Linked DNA regions of Mus musculus: region 1 is linked to region 2. A link is a contact called in public HiChIP or PLAC-seq data. All regions are on one chromosome and are shown on one strand. The core of a region is the stretch at or near the end of the contact, and the rest is flanking DNA. Distances in the headings are between cores, read along the strand shown. Region 1 holds the start of 2310016D23Rik (a long non-coding RNA gene). Region 2 has its middle 32 kb from the start of Cd28.

Region 1 (6,351 bases), core at 932-3,431, 63 kb after region 2:
GCGACAGGTCCCTTACTGACTGAGCCACCTCCCTAGACCCACATTCCTATTTAAGCAGTATCTTTTGTCATCTCTCGTTATATCTGGAACAGAGATGATAGATAGTTGAGACAAATCAAAGAAACTCCTGGGTTCATTGCAACAGAAATCTGACCCCCACAGTAAAAGGCAGCTACAGATGGTCTGGGAACCACCTTAGAAACCTGCTGATGGTGTGCTCTGTGTTCTCCTCAACTGAGCCTCCATTGATGTGCTGGCAGTGGTACTCAGGATCTTGGGTTTTGAGAAATACATCTGAGAGATTGGACCTCCTTATGTTTTCCCATCTGACATTCTGAAAGTAGGGTGTGTGTGTGGTTTTTGTTTTTGTTTTTGTTTTTTTTTTGAATCATAGGTTTATGGTTCTTAAAACTGTAGACTACTGTCCAGAGCAGTATGTGAAACACTAGCTTAAGTGCCTTTTGCTCATTTCAGGGTTGACATTGGACCCAATGCTTGAAACTACTTGCATTGAAAGTCTGTGTGTCCAAGAATATGTCAGACTTTCTGAGCTGACCTCACTCTTGGGGCAAAATCAAGGATCAGAATGTGTGCTTCCCAAAGGCCATGCCCTATGCCATTTGCCCACTTAAACTCTGCGAAAGGATTGGAAAGGCTACAAACTCAAGGGGATAAAAAGTTGTAAAGGATAGCCTGGATTTCACTCATACTTCATTATGTAAAGGCATCTCAATGACAGATAATCTCCTTTGTCTCCAAAGGGCAAGCTGTGAACTGGGTGGAAATGTCAGTTGAGACAGAAGAGCAGCAAACAGCTCTGTTTTCCTATAGTTGTGGTTTTGCATGGTGACGATGACACATGAAGATGAGAACAGGTAGCATGAACTCCAGTCATTATCTGAGTGAACATCTCTGCCAACGCTGAAGGATATGTGTGGGTGTCACCTGCAAGCACAGAGATGGGGAGGGAGGGAGGGAGGGAGAGAGGGAGGAAGGGAGGGAGGGAGGGGGAGGGAAGAAGAGAGAGAGATGAACAAAAGGTTTATTTATGAAGTTTACATTTGATTTCCTTTCCCTTGATAACTTCCTCATCTGAGTTTAGTGTCTAGACTAAATTGATGTACATTTGGTGACTGAGGAAGAGGGTCAGAAAGGTGGGTTTGAATTAGCATCAGCAAAGTTAGCCAGATTCATACAGACTTTTTTTTTCAATTTCTTATGCACACACTGAGCATTCGATACGTTGGCATCCAAAGTGAGGGTTTTTGCTAACGTCTGGGAACCAGTGATATAGATGATATGAAGCAAGACTAGCTGGAGGTTGTCATGGGGATGCTTTTTCATTCCAAACAGGGTGCAACTCATGTTTCATTTGCTTTGTGCCTCTCTGTCCTGTCTTCTTCTTCATTCATCCAACAACATTTTGATGACCGTCTTCCCAGCTCTGAAAAGCGGACTGGGTACAGGAGAAACGATAGAGCAACGCTGTTGTCCTTATCTCTGCGTGGACCAATCAGAGTGTATTTTACAACCCTTCACCTCCTTCTATTCACCTTAAGGCACCTACTTAGTCCTGACTGTAGAACTTAGACATTGTGTATCTACTGTTACTCTGGTGACTGTATAGTTTCTTGTAGCTACTGCAGTCTGTCACTGTAGACAAACAACTGAGATTAGCTGTATTTCAGCAAGCTTTTACTTATGGATATTGGTATTTGATTCTCCTTTAATTTTCTTGCCAGATATTGTGATTCCTCTGATTGCTGCACCATCACCCTAGCCGTATGTACACATACAATCCATTCTTCAGCTCATGGCCTGTGCAGTGTCAGACAGTGGCTAGACTTGGCCTGTAGGCCGCAGTTTGCTGACCTCTGAGACAGAACCAAGGCACCACTTTTAAGCTTTGAGCTTGTCTTTGAACGCCAGACACCATCTAGAAGGGATCAGTCTGGGTGCATGTAAAGACCTCTTGGGAGTGTGAGTGTCCAAGTAACTTTATTTAAAAAAAAAAAAAAAGGCAAGGATTTGCAGAGAATGAGGGAGAGACTTTATCCAAGAGAGAGCTATCCTGGGGAGGAGAAACAGGAAACTAAAAGCAAAGGGGACGAGAATTTCAAGATGACAGCATCCTCGGGAAATTAGTGCTAAAAGCCCAATGATTACTGTTACATTTTCTTTGCTCTTTTCCCTCTCGTCCAACCATCAAATCCATGCAATCTCCAAGGAAACAAAATAAATTTTTATTCACAGTGGGGGTGGGGGGGTATGGCCCGTGTCCAAGGTAATGAAAAAGACGAATTACCCTGCAAATCCTTCCAAATGGACCACACTCAGCTCCAGTGTGGAGTGGGTGGAGCAGAGACCAGAAGCAGCTGTCTCAGGACTGGCCTCCTACCACTTTCCATGACTTTTTCAAATCTAAATTTAGCTACTATTTATAGGTGACCAGGAGAGCACACCCTCACCCGCACCCGCAACCCCTGCTGCTGCCCACTGGAAGGGCAAACTAAAGCTTGGCATTTCACAGGTAGGCGTGAAAGTCAGCTTTATACAGATCATAGACACTGACCCGGCCTTTGTCATCCCTTATCGCTGCTCCACCCTGTTTGTCTACAGCTGCTGGTTACACCCAAGGTACAAATAGTTCTTTCTGGAAACAGCCTGTGGGGGCACTCTGAGCCATACACTCATTCATTCTATCTGGGCATTTTAGAAATAGGGTAAGATTTAGCTTCATTTGTGCAGCCAAGAATAGGAAATTGCTCCCCAAAAGGTCAGATGCCTAAGATTTAATATGCAAGCAGCCTGTAATACCTAAGATTTAATATGCAAGCAGCCTGTAATACCTAAGATTTAATATGCAAACAGCCTGTAATACCAGGAGCAGGCACACCTCTCTCAGAATGGTGTATCCTGCAAAGCCAGGATACACTAATGTGTTCAAGTTACAGTCTGGGTGAACAGCCTTAGGACCTCCAAGACTTTTCTTATATAGTGTGTAGGACTGCTGTGTAGGTTATTCACTCAGTTCCTTCCCAGGGCCTCTACAGAGGCCATAAGAAAGACTTAAATCTGCTCAGCCTCCTCTTGAAGCTGTGACAGGAGAGTACTTATCTTGTGGAGCCTACTTCGATCTTTCTGCCGCTTGGTTACTAGCTTTATAGGGAGAGACATATTCTCAGTCTCAAAAGGAAGCAACCTAGGATGAAAACCACTGAGAACAAAACAGGAAGAGAGGTCCCAGCTCCTACAAGCACCTCTCTCCTGTTTGTTTGTTTGTTTGTTTTAACCTTCATTGCCCCTCAAATCTGGCCTCTTTCAGTAGGTTGTTTGTTTCGTGAATTAAGGTTAGTAATGCAAAAGTAAACTTCCAGGTTTAGAGCTCAGGGGGAAATTATGACTTATTGTGCCCCGTAGAATACTAAGTTTGGGGCTAATTCTTGTCTTTGCCCTTGAACCTTCTGGTGGGACAACGGCAGATTGTCTCTAGTTTCTACTCACTACTATATGAAAGGATTAGACAAAGGGACTTCTGTGTAGATGTCTTGTACTTTTTATATCCCACATTACAACTGTTTTATTTTTTCATATTATAGCTTTTATATACATGTGTATTTTTTGAGGTTTTTGTCAGCTGGGAATATTTGAAAAAGCCTACAATTTCTTGTACACATTATCTCCACTAGTTAAAAATTATGTGTCACTTTTTCTTAAATAAATAGTGAAATACTTGTGGATTTAAGGTAGAAATATTTATTTATATGGGCTTTCTTGTGTGAATTTAATTTGAAAATCACCTTCATGTAATAGCATGAAAAATTTCATTGTTTTTTTAAAGATAGACATTTCTCTAATAATAATAATAATAATAATAATAATAATAATACTTGATAGTATAAATCTAGTGATTTCTGAATTCTTCATAGTATATTAAATCTTGAGTATAATATATTGGTGCTTAAAACCTTTTAACTGAGTGAACAAACAGGTGGATAGGTAAATATACAACCTTTTATCTGAAAAACACACAAAAACTGTTTTGTCTTTTGATAAATTAGATGAACTAGGTACTATTAAAAGGTTTGGGAAATTTGAAAACTACTGATAAAATTTACAAGTTTTTTTTTTTTTTTTTTTTTTTGGTTTTTCGAGACAGGGTTTCTCTGTGTAGCCCTGGCTGTCCTGGAACTCACTTTGTAGACCAGGCTGGCCTCGAACTCAGAAATCTGCCTGCCTCTGCCTCCCGAGTGCTGGGATAAAAGGCGTGTGCCACCACCGCCCGGTTAGCAATTTACAAGGTTTTAAAAATGTCAAAGTGCATTTTATTACCATGCCTCTTACACTCAAATCAAAAACTGTGTCCTCTCGCTTGGCAACACACAGAACTCTGTATTATTTTCCCACTTATGCTTTCCAGGAAATCCAAAGAGTGGATAACGGTAGGCATACGCTAGAGTGATGGTAACCCTCTCATCCAGGATTGGCTGACACGTGACACAATTCTAACCAATAAGGCCGTGAGTGTGCACCAAAGCTCCCCTGGGAAAGTTTCTCTTTGTTCTTAAAAGACATTTGGAAATAAAGAATGCCTTTTTTGAATCTTAGATTGCTGTGTCTTCAAGGGGATTTTGCACAATGAGCAGGATTGGCCCGATGGTCAGAGCAGGCTGAGGCCAGGAGAGGAGGGCAGAGAAAGCAGCCGAACCTTGAGGGAACTGAGCAGAAGGCCGAGCAACCCTGAAAGTGTCTGTCTTCAGCTTCTTGACATGGCTGACAACAAATAGCTTTATTATTGAAGACATTTCAGGTGGATTTTCTTATTACATGAAGAAGTATAATCTTCCTGTTCTCCCGAAGGTCCTGAGTTCAAATCCCAGCAACCACATTGTGGCTCACAACCATCCAAAATGATTTCTGACACCCTCTTCTGGTGTGTCTTAAGACACAGTGTACTTACATATAATAATAAATAAATTAAAAGAAAAAGATTCAGAGAAATATAACCGTCCTAATTAATATCTTCATAATGACTGATTATATATATATGTTTATATGCATATATATAATCCTAATTAACTTCATGTTGACTGATTACATATATAATATATAATGTTATCTATAATCTATGAACATATATTCATAAATTTCACATTGTTTGGAGAAATAAAGAACTCAACACTACCTTACCCTCTTGGTATGCTCAGTTATTAGTCTCTGACAACTTGAAGAACTAGATGTTATCAGTATATTGGTAACAATGTCCTTACCTCAGAAGAGATGACATTTGGGTTACTGGCTTCTTTGAAACATTGGCTCCTGAGGTTCTGTAAGTTAGAAAAGAACAGAAGATTCAAGCACTCATTCGCATTTTCTCCTCTTAAAACTTACCACCATCGCTGCTTTCCTAAATTAGCATAACCCCTAACTGTCTTCTAATACATTTAGAATGTACTCCTCTCATCAAGGAAACTGCTTTTTGAACTGAAAAACCACAACAAATCAAAAGGCAGAGCTGTGGAGCTCGGTACCAACTGACACATCAACAATACTACTCCTCCACCTGAGGCTCAGGGATCAGGGGCTGAGCGGAAGAGGGGCTGGAAAGAAGGCCAGAGAGTTTGCTGTGAGGTTGTGTCTCTTAAGAACGTCAGAGGCTACACCCACAATGTTTCACCAAACTGACTGCCTAAAACTGAGCTGAGCAAGGACAACATGGAAAGGCATGCTGATGTGGATGGTGGTGGTTTGAGGAACCCATGAGGCCTCAACCCTACACAAAGAACTCCAGGCAGCTAAGGAACAACACTGAGAGTGGGGGAAATAGTCTCCTCAGGGAGGAACAAATCCAATACCAAATGGTTAGCCCTGAAAGCATACACATAGAAGCAATAGTATACAGACTGATGGGTTGTATTTATGTATTTAGGAACACACACACACACACACACACACACACACACACCAATAATGAATGAAAAAGAGAGGCCATGAATCTGAAAGAGAGTAAGGAGAAATACATGAGAGGATTTTGATGGAGAAAAGAGGAGGGGGAAATGCAGTAAATATATTATAAATTAAAAATAGTTAAATAAAAATCCTTTCTCCTCTTTCTCTTTTTGTATGAATTGGTGATGAGAATGTTCTAGAAGGAATCTGGGAAAAGTAGAGTTTTGTTTTGATATCAACAGGAGATGTGAAAAATAGGGCTGTTGCACTACTTCACAGAGTCCTCTGAAAACACAAAGCACAGAATCAGGCTGAGTCTTCTATGCCAGTGGTCTCGTTCTCCTGCTGCACTCCTTAATTCAAAATACTCTTAATATGGTGCATTTAAAAATTCAATATATG
Region 2 (6,444 bases), core at 2,990-5,489:
TTATAGAGGAAAAGGAGGGAAAAGCCTCGAAGATATGGGTACAGGGGGAAAATTCCTGAATAGAACAGCAATGGCTTGTGCTGTAAGATCCAGAATCGACAAATGGGACCTCATGAAATTGCAAAGCTTCTGCAAGGCAAAAGACACCGTCAATAAGACAAAAAGGCCACCAACAGATTGGGAAAGGATCTTTACCTATCCTAAATCAGATAGGGGCCCAATATCCAATATATATAAAGAACTCAAGAAGGTGGACTCCAGAAAATCAAATAGCCCCATTAAAAAATGGGGCTCAGAGCTAAACAAAGAATTCTCACCTGAGGAATACCGAATGGCTGAGAAGCACCTGAAAAAATGTTCAACATTCTTAATCATCAGGGAAATGCAAATCAAAACAACCCTGAGATTCCACCTCACACCAGTCAGAATGGCTAAGATCAAAAATTCAGGTGACAGCAGATGCTGGTGAGGATGTGGAGAAAGAGGAACACTCCTCCATTTTTAGTGGGATTGCGAGCTTGTACAACCACTCTGGAAATCAGTCTGGAGGTTCCTCAGAAAATTGGACATAGTAGTACCGGAGGATCCTGCAATACCTTTCCTGGGCATATATCCAGAAGATGTTCCAACTGGTATGAAAGACACATTCTCCACTATGTTCATAGCAGCCTAATTTATAATAGCCAGAAGCTGGAAAGAATCCAGATGCCCCTCCACAGAGGAATGGATACAGAAAATGTGGTACATTTACACAATGGAGTACTATTCAGCTATTAAAAAGAATGAATTTATGAAATTCCTAGGCAAATGGATGGACTTGGAGGGCATCAATCTGAGTGAGGTCACCCAATCACAAAAGTACTCACACAATATGTACTCACTGATAAGTGGATATTAGCCCAGAAACTTAGAATACCCAAGATATAAGATAATATTTGCTAAACACATGAAACTGAAGAAGAACGAAGACCAAAGTGTGGACACTTTGCCCCTTCTTAGAATTGGGAACAAAACACCCATGGAAGGAGTTACAGAGACACAGTTTGGAGCTGAGACGAAAGGATGGACCATCTAGAGACTGCCATATCGGGGGATCCATCCCATAATCAGCGTCCAAACGCTGACATCATTGCATACACTAGCAAGATTTTGCTGAAAGGACCCAGATATAGCTGTCTCTTGTAGGAATATGCCGGGGCCTAGCAAACACAGAAGTGGATGTCCACAGTCAGCTATTGGATGGATCACAGGGCCCCCAATGGAGGAGCTAGAGAAAGTAACCAAGGAGCTAAAGGGATCTGCAACCCTATAGGTGGAACAACAATATGAACTACCCAGTATCCCCAAGAGCTTGTGTCTCTAGCTACATATGTAGCCGAAGATGGCCTAGACGGCCATCAGTGGAAAGAGAGGCCCATTGGTCATGCAAACTTTATCTGCCTCAGTACAGGGGAACGCCAGGGCCAAGAAGTGAGAGTGGGTGGGTGGGGGAGTGGGTGGGGGAGCAGGTGGGGGACTTTTGGGATAGCATTGGAAATGTAAGTGAAATAAATATCTAATTAAAAAAAAAGAACCCTAGCTAAGTCAAAAGGGTTGGAAGGAGACAATAGAATGGTTTGAAAAATGCAGTTTACCAAGGGACAGAGCAGTGAGTGGCCCAGTGCTCCAAGGACAGAGAATGTTCATTATATACAACCATGATTGACAAGTGCAGGGGACTGTGTGGGTCACAGCTGAGTATTGATGCTGACAAGTCAGATTGAGATAGAAGGACAGAACTGGGCACAGTGTTTCAGACTGTGGGTCACAGGGTGCACAACTGACAAACGGTAGGAGGAAGCGTGCTGTATTGTGTCAGGGAGTTCACACTGCAGGGCCGCTGTGGGCTCTGAAAGTCCAAATGTTGAAGTGAGGGCATTTTTGCTTTTTTTTTTTTTTTGCCATTTTCTATTTGTAGAGAAATAATTATCATTTGACTGCTGCCTTTAGAAATTTCTCAATGGGCTAATCTTTACTAATGCTACCCTTCTAGCAAGAATTCGTTCTCACATGGAGTTTTACGCTATGACAAATTTGTGCCTACATTTGGAAATATGGATAGTCAAACACATTAAAACATGAAAGGGAAGACTGAACTTGATAGAAAGCCAGAAAAACAGAAACAGAGTTTGTATCTCTATTCGCTTAGAGGCGATATTCTCAGAAGCTCCTGTCTTGCAGACTTCAGATCTTTTATCTTTGTATGTTGATCTGAGTGCTCTCTATATCATAATGTCACATCTTCAAAAGTGCAAATCCTTCCTCATTGAGCTAAAAATAAACAGTTAATTGTGTCACTTCTACTTCTCTCTGACTTTCCACTCCCTATCATGTTTTGATTTGAGAAGAGATTCCGAACCATCACATGCAACTGAGTATAAGGGTGGCTTGATCAGGGTCTCTCTCTTTAAGCAGAACAACACTGTCTGCAGGTTGCTACAGCAAGGTGTAATGAAAAGGAGGATTATACTGTTCTGGATGAGACAATGTTCACTGCCGTCAGACGATGAAGGGCTCACGTTTTCCTCTCCACTAGACTTCCTGTTGTGTTTGACCACTCATTTCAGTTAGGATTTTAGCAGTCAAATGAGTTTTTCCCAAAATACTTTATTTTAACTTAAATTTTGTGTTTGGTTTTTCCCTATGACCTGATATATATAAAACCATGGCTGGCTTGGAACTCATTATATAGATGAGGTTGACTTTGAATTTACAGTGATCCTCCTGCCGCCTGCCCATGTAACAATAGTATAGGCACGAGCCAGCCATGCCCAGCATCCTTAAAGAGATTTTTAACAAAGGGACACCTTTCAGAAGTGTGGAAAGGGTTAATAGAGATAACATGAGTATGGGAGGACCAAGGAAACTAGGCATGTTGGAAAGCTGTTACTGCTCTTAGACTTGAGGGGACATTGGGGACAAGTGGGGAGAACCCAGCAAGAGCTAGATCTGCAGAGAGGGCCACACAGTCAGAGTGAGAGCTATGTAGAGGTTTGCCATAAGTGTCAAACCTAGTCAGTCAGGGCAAGGGTAGACTGACAAATGCTTAGGTTTCTCTCCTCCTACCCACAGAGTCTCATGTAATTGATGGAATCCAAACAGAAGGCAAAAGGTTCAAGAGAGTCCAGGTTATACTGCCCAAAGTGGTCAGAACAGGTCAAACCTGGTCTCTTCAATTCTTCAGTACTGCCAAGGTCTGCCTTTCAGTTTCTCCCATATGCAACACTTCATTAAACTCAGGAAAAATTAGAAATCTGAATTTTTTACTTTTTCCAAGACCAGGATCCTGATACATAGTTCAGGTTGGCTTTGAACTTGTGGTCCTCCTGCCTCAATCCCCTTGCTTCTGGGATTGCAGATGTGTGCTACCATCTGGATGCAGAACTAGTCCTCCTCCTCCCCTTCCCTTTCCCCTCTCCTCCCCCATCCCTCTCTGTTTAGTCTTAGAGGCACAATGAGCAGGACATGTTGAGAAACGACACACTGAAGGGCAGATGGAAGTCAAACTATCCTGCTTATGACTGATCAGTTTAGGTTGCAGGGAAGAGCTCAGTGTGGGGACCTGTGACTCTGCCAGCACCACCTGGAATTCATCTTTCCCAGTGAGACCCAGAGACAGCACCAAAGCTAGCTCTTGAAGGAAAACAGAGAATAGTTGCTTTCTTTTGGGGAGGAAAAATGTGGGTCTGCCCACTAAGATGAAGCTGGGAATGTAGGGTTTGGGTTATACCCTGTGAGGGCATCTCTTGCCTAAGAGGAAGATGGCTGGAGCTGGGCCACAGATGCCTGGTTATTCTTCTTTAGTGTACACAGTAGAGAAGTCCCACTAGTGCACTGTAGCAGACCAGCCGAGGACATTGTCTTTCTTACCCTGTTTCTCTTGCCTTCAGGAGTCAGGCACACTGGGGACAGGAATACACAGATGAGTGATTTTACTCTAAGTGAGAACACTAATAGTTACTGAAGATGTTCTTTAAGGATGGATGTGGCTTTCATCCATTTGTCACGAGGTTTGCACAGCTGACACTCTAATGACCTATTATTAACTGGGCTTTGGCGATGGTAAAACAGAAGCTTGGCCAAGTTAAGGGACTTGCTCAGAGCCACAGAAACGAGCTAGCGGCAGAGCTATGATTCAAATCTAGACAGTTTGGCTGCAGAGCTAGTGTTCTTAACTCCTTTCCATGTCCTGGAGACAGGCCTGTGAACAAATAATTACAGTGTAATGAATGAGGTAAGTGCTAACGGGGCTGTGTGGAGTAGAGGAAGGAGTGACAGCCGATCTGAGAGTCAGCCATTTGTACAAATTCCCTTGCCCACTGCCAGAAATGAGCACAGCAGAGTCTTTTTAGGACTTGCGTTATTATTACATAGGAAGAGCCTCAGCTATGGAGGTCAGCTCATGCTGCTCTGCTGCCTGGCTCATGCATAGCAACACTTAAAACAATTTCTTCCTGATACTCTGGATCCCTTCCAAGAGTTTTGTTCCAGTTTTCGGATAAGGCAGAAACAGGAAAAGGATGTGCTAATGTTTCCTGACCTAGGTTGGACTTTGGAATAGGTTTGTAATTAAAATATTGTTAAGGTTCGATGGCATGTATATACATTATCTGTATTCTGTATTTATATAAATATTCTGTATTTATATGCCCCAATAAATGTGCTGTAAAAAACAAAACCCATAAACACCAGGTGTGAGACTGGTTAAATCTTCCCATTTCTGTGGTTTATAGGTCTATGTTGAGTATAGGTTGTTTATTAATATTTCTTACCTCAAGTATCTTTTCTTTCCAAAACAGTAATGATTTAGTTGCAGTATATCATGATTTCTGCTAATAGCACAGAAACAAATTTACGTCTTTTTCTCATTCCTTTAGGAAGAACTTGTATCGATGTGGTTTCCACTACTGCTTTGCCTTTCAGAGGTCTTTGAGCTATTGAGCATCCATATATTTGGTTCTTAAATTACTTGATATTCGAGTATCGTTCGTTTATTTGGCCAAGTAGATACTCGAAGCAGGTGCTGTTCATTGCCGCCAAGCACTGGCCCATTCATGCCAGGATGTTAAGCACATCCTGTAGCTTGGTGTAAACACCAGGTGGGATTCTAATCCACTCACCAGAGAGTCTTCTTCCATTCCTCCTCAGTGAGTGGAAGCCAGAGGGAAGTCCCAGTCAGGAATTCTCTGTGCCTTTAGAAGTCAGCAACTCCAAAGGACACAAGAAGGGAACTGGCCCAGTCACTCCCAAGCCTCCTCTGTACATAGCTTCTTTCTTGGTACCATCCCAGAAGCTCTCAGAGAAGTTCCAAGTTGACATGTAAGTCCTTTCTTGGACTAGTTTACCTTCAGTTGAAGTGTGGAGACATTCTCTTTCCTTTCCAATGTTGAAGTTGTCTGGGAGTCACCTTGGATAATTCTCCTATTATGTATAGGGAAAGGAAGACAAAATGAAACAAGGTGACCCTCACAACCATGGGGTCAATAGTTGGGTATTGTGGTCATCAAGGTAGACTCCAGAGGTAAGAGCAAGCTTGCTTACACATCTGGCCAGATGTTATCACACAGTTGTGCACAAGAACCCTGGCTCCATTCTTTAGGATCTTTCATGCCTTAGTATGTCAGTGGATCCAACTAACACAGGTCTAATGAGCAGAGTAATTTGGGAGGGATGGGTACTACAACAGTTATGTAAGACAAGAGGTTATGTCTTCTGATAACATATCTATCATTAAGTGAAACAATCAGAAAGCTGAGGAGTGTGGTAGACTCCTGGATGTCTCTTGGTATTGATTTCCATTTTGTTCATTATCATTGAATTCTGAGTATGGAAATGGGAACGACCATGAAGCTACATTGGTCATGTGACTAAGCATTCGTCGATAGGAAATAAGCAGAAATACTCCAGTTTCTGGCTTGTGGCCTGAAAGAGAAGAGTGTGGTGACTTGATGGAAGGTAACTGAGTTCCTGATTCTTCAGTTGACATTTTGAGTCCTGATCTGACCTGCTTAGTTGCAGACTGTTGAAAGAGGTAGGAAAACACACCATTGTCTTTAGCTCCAATCAATTTGGGTGCTTGTCAGGTAGTCCCGAAAGGCTTTTCCTCCCTTTCCATTATCTATCTATCTATCTATCTATCTATCTATCTATCTATCTATCTATCTATCTATCTAATATTCTGATCACTGTCCTCACCTCCTCCAGTTCTCTTTCACAAGGTCCCTCCCCCATACCTCTCCCCATCTCCTCTGAGAGGGCGGAGGTCCCCCTGGCTATCTCCCAACCCTGGCACATCAAGTCTCTGCAGAGTTAAACACATCCACTCCCACTGAGGCCAGACAAGGCAGCTTAGTTAGGGAAATGAGATCCAAAGACAGGCATCAGATTTAGGGACAGCCCCCTGGC

Evidence for each region. HiChIP or PLAC-seq counts read pairs in DNA pulled down with a chosen protein or histone mark.
Region 1: an H3K27ac HiChIP or PLAC-seq map of heart atrium shows a contact between it and region 2, with 8 read pairs. The contact joins the promoter of 2310016D23Rik here to the enhancer-like site in region 2. A contact is called at or near these places in 1 of 39 promoter capture datasets (liver), 1 of 484 Hi-C or Micro-C datasets (nephron progenitors), 1 of 115 datasets of contacts at active chromatin or transcription factors (heart atrium) and 1 of 9 other capture datasets (adipose tissue).

The regions. Positions count from the first base shown.
Region 1 is chr1:60,776,280-60,782,630 of GRCm38.p6, forward strand. It overlaps 2310016D23Rik (a long non-coding RNA gene), which reads left to right and starts at 2,182. Exons shown (of 3, transcript XR_865459.1): 1 at 2,182-2,637.
Region 2 is chr1:60,711,607-60,718,050 of GRCm38.p6, forward strand. No RefSeq gene overlaps it. Among named protein-coding and RNA genes, the nearest start is that of Cd28, 32 kb to the right of the region's middle. Within about 2 kb of position 4,240, at least 43 of the 459 cell types and tissues checked have an H3K27ac peak or open chromatin away from gene starts, as enhancers often do. A contact at or near this core is called in adipose tissue, heart atrium and liver, where this site is marked.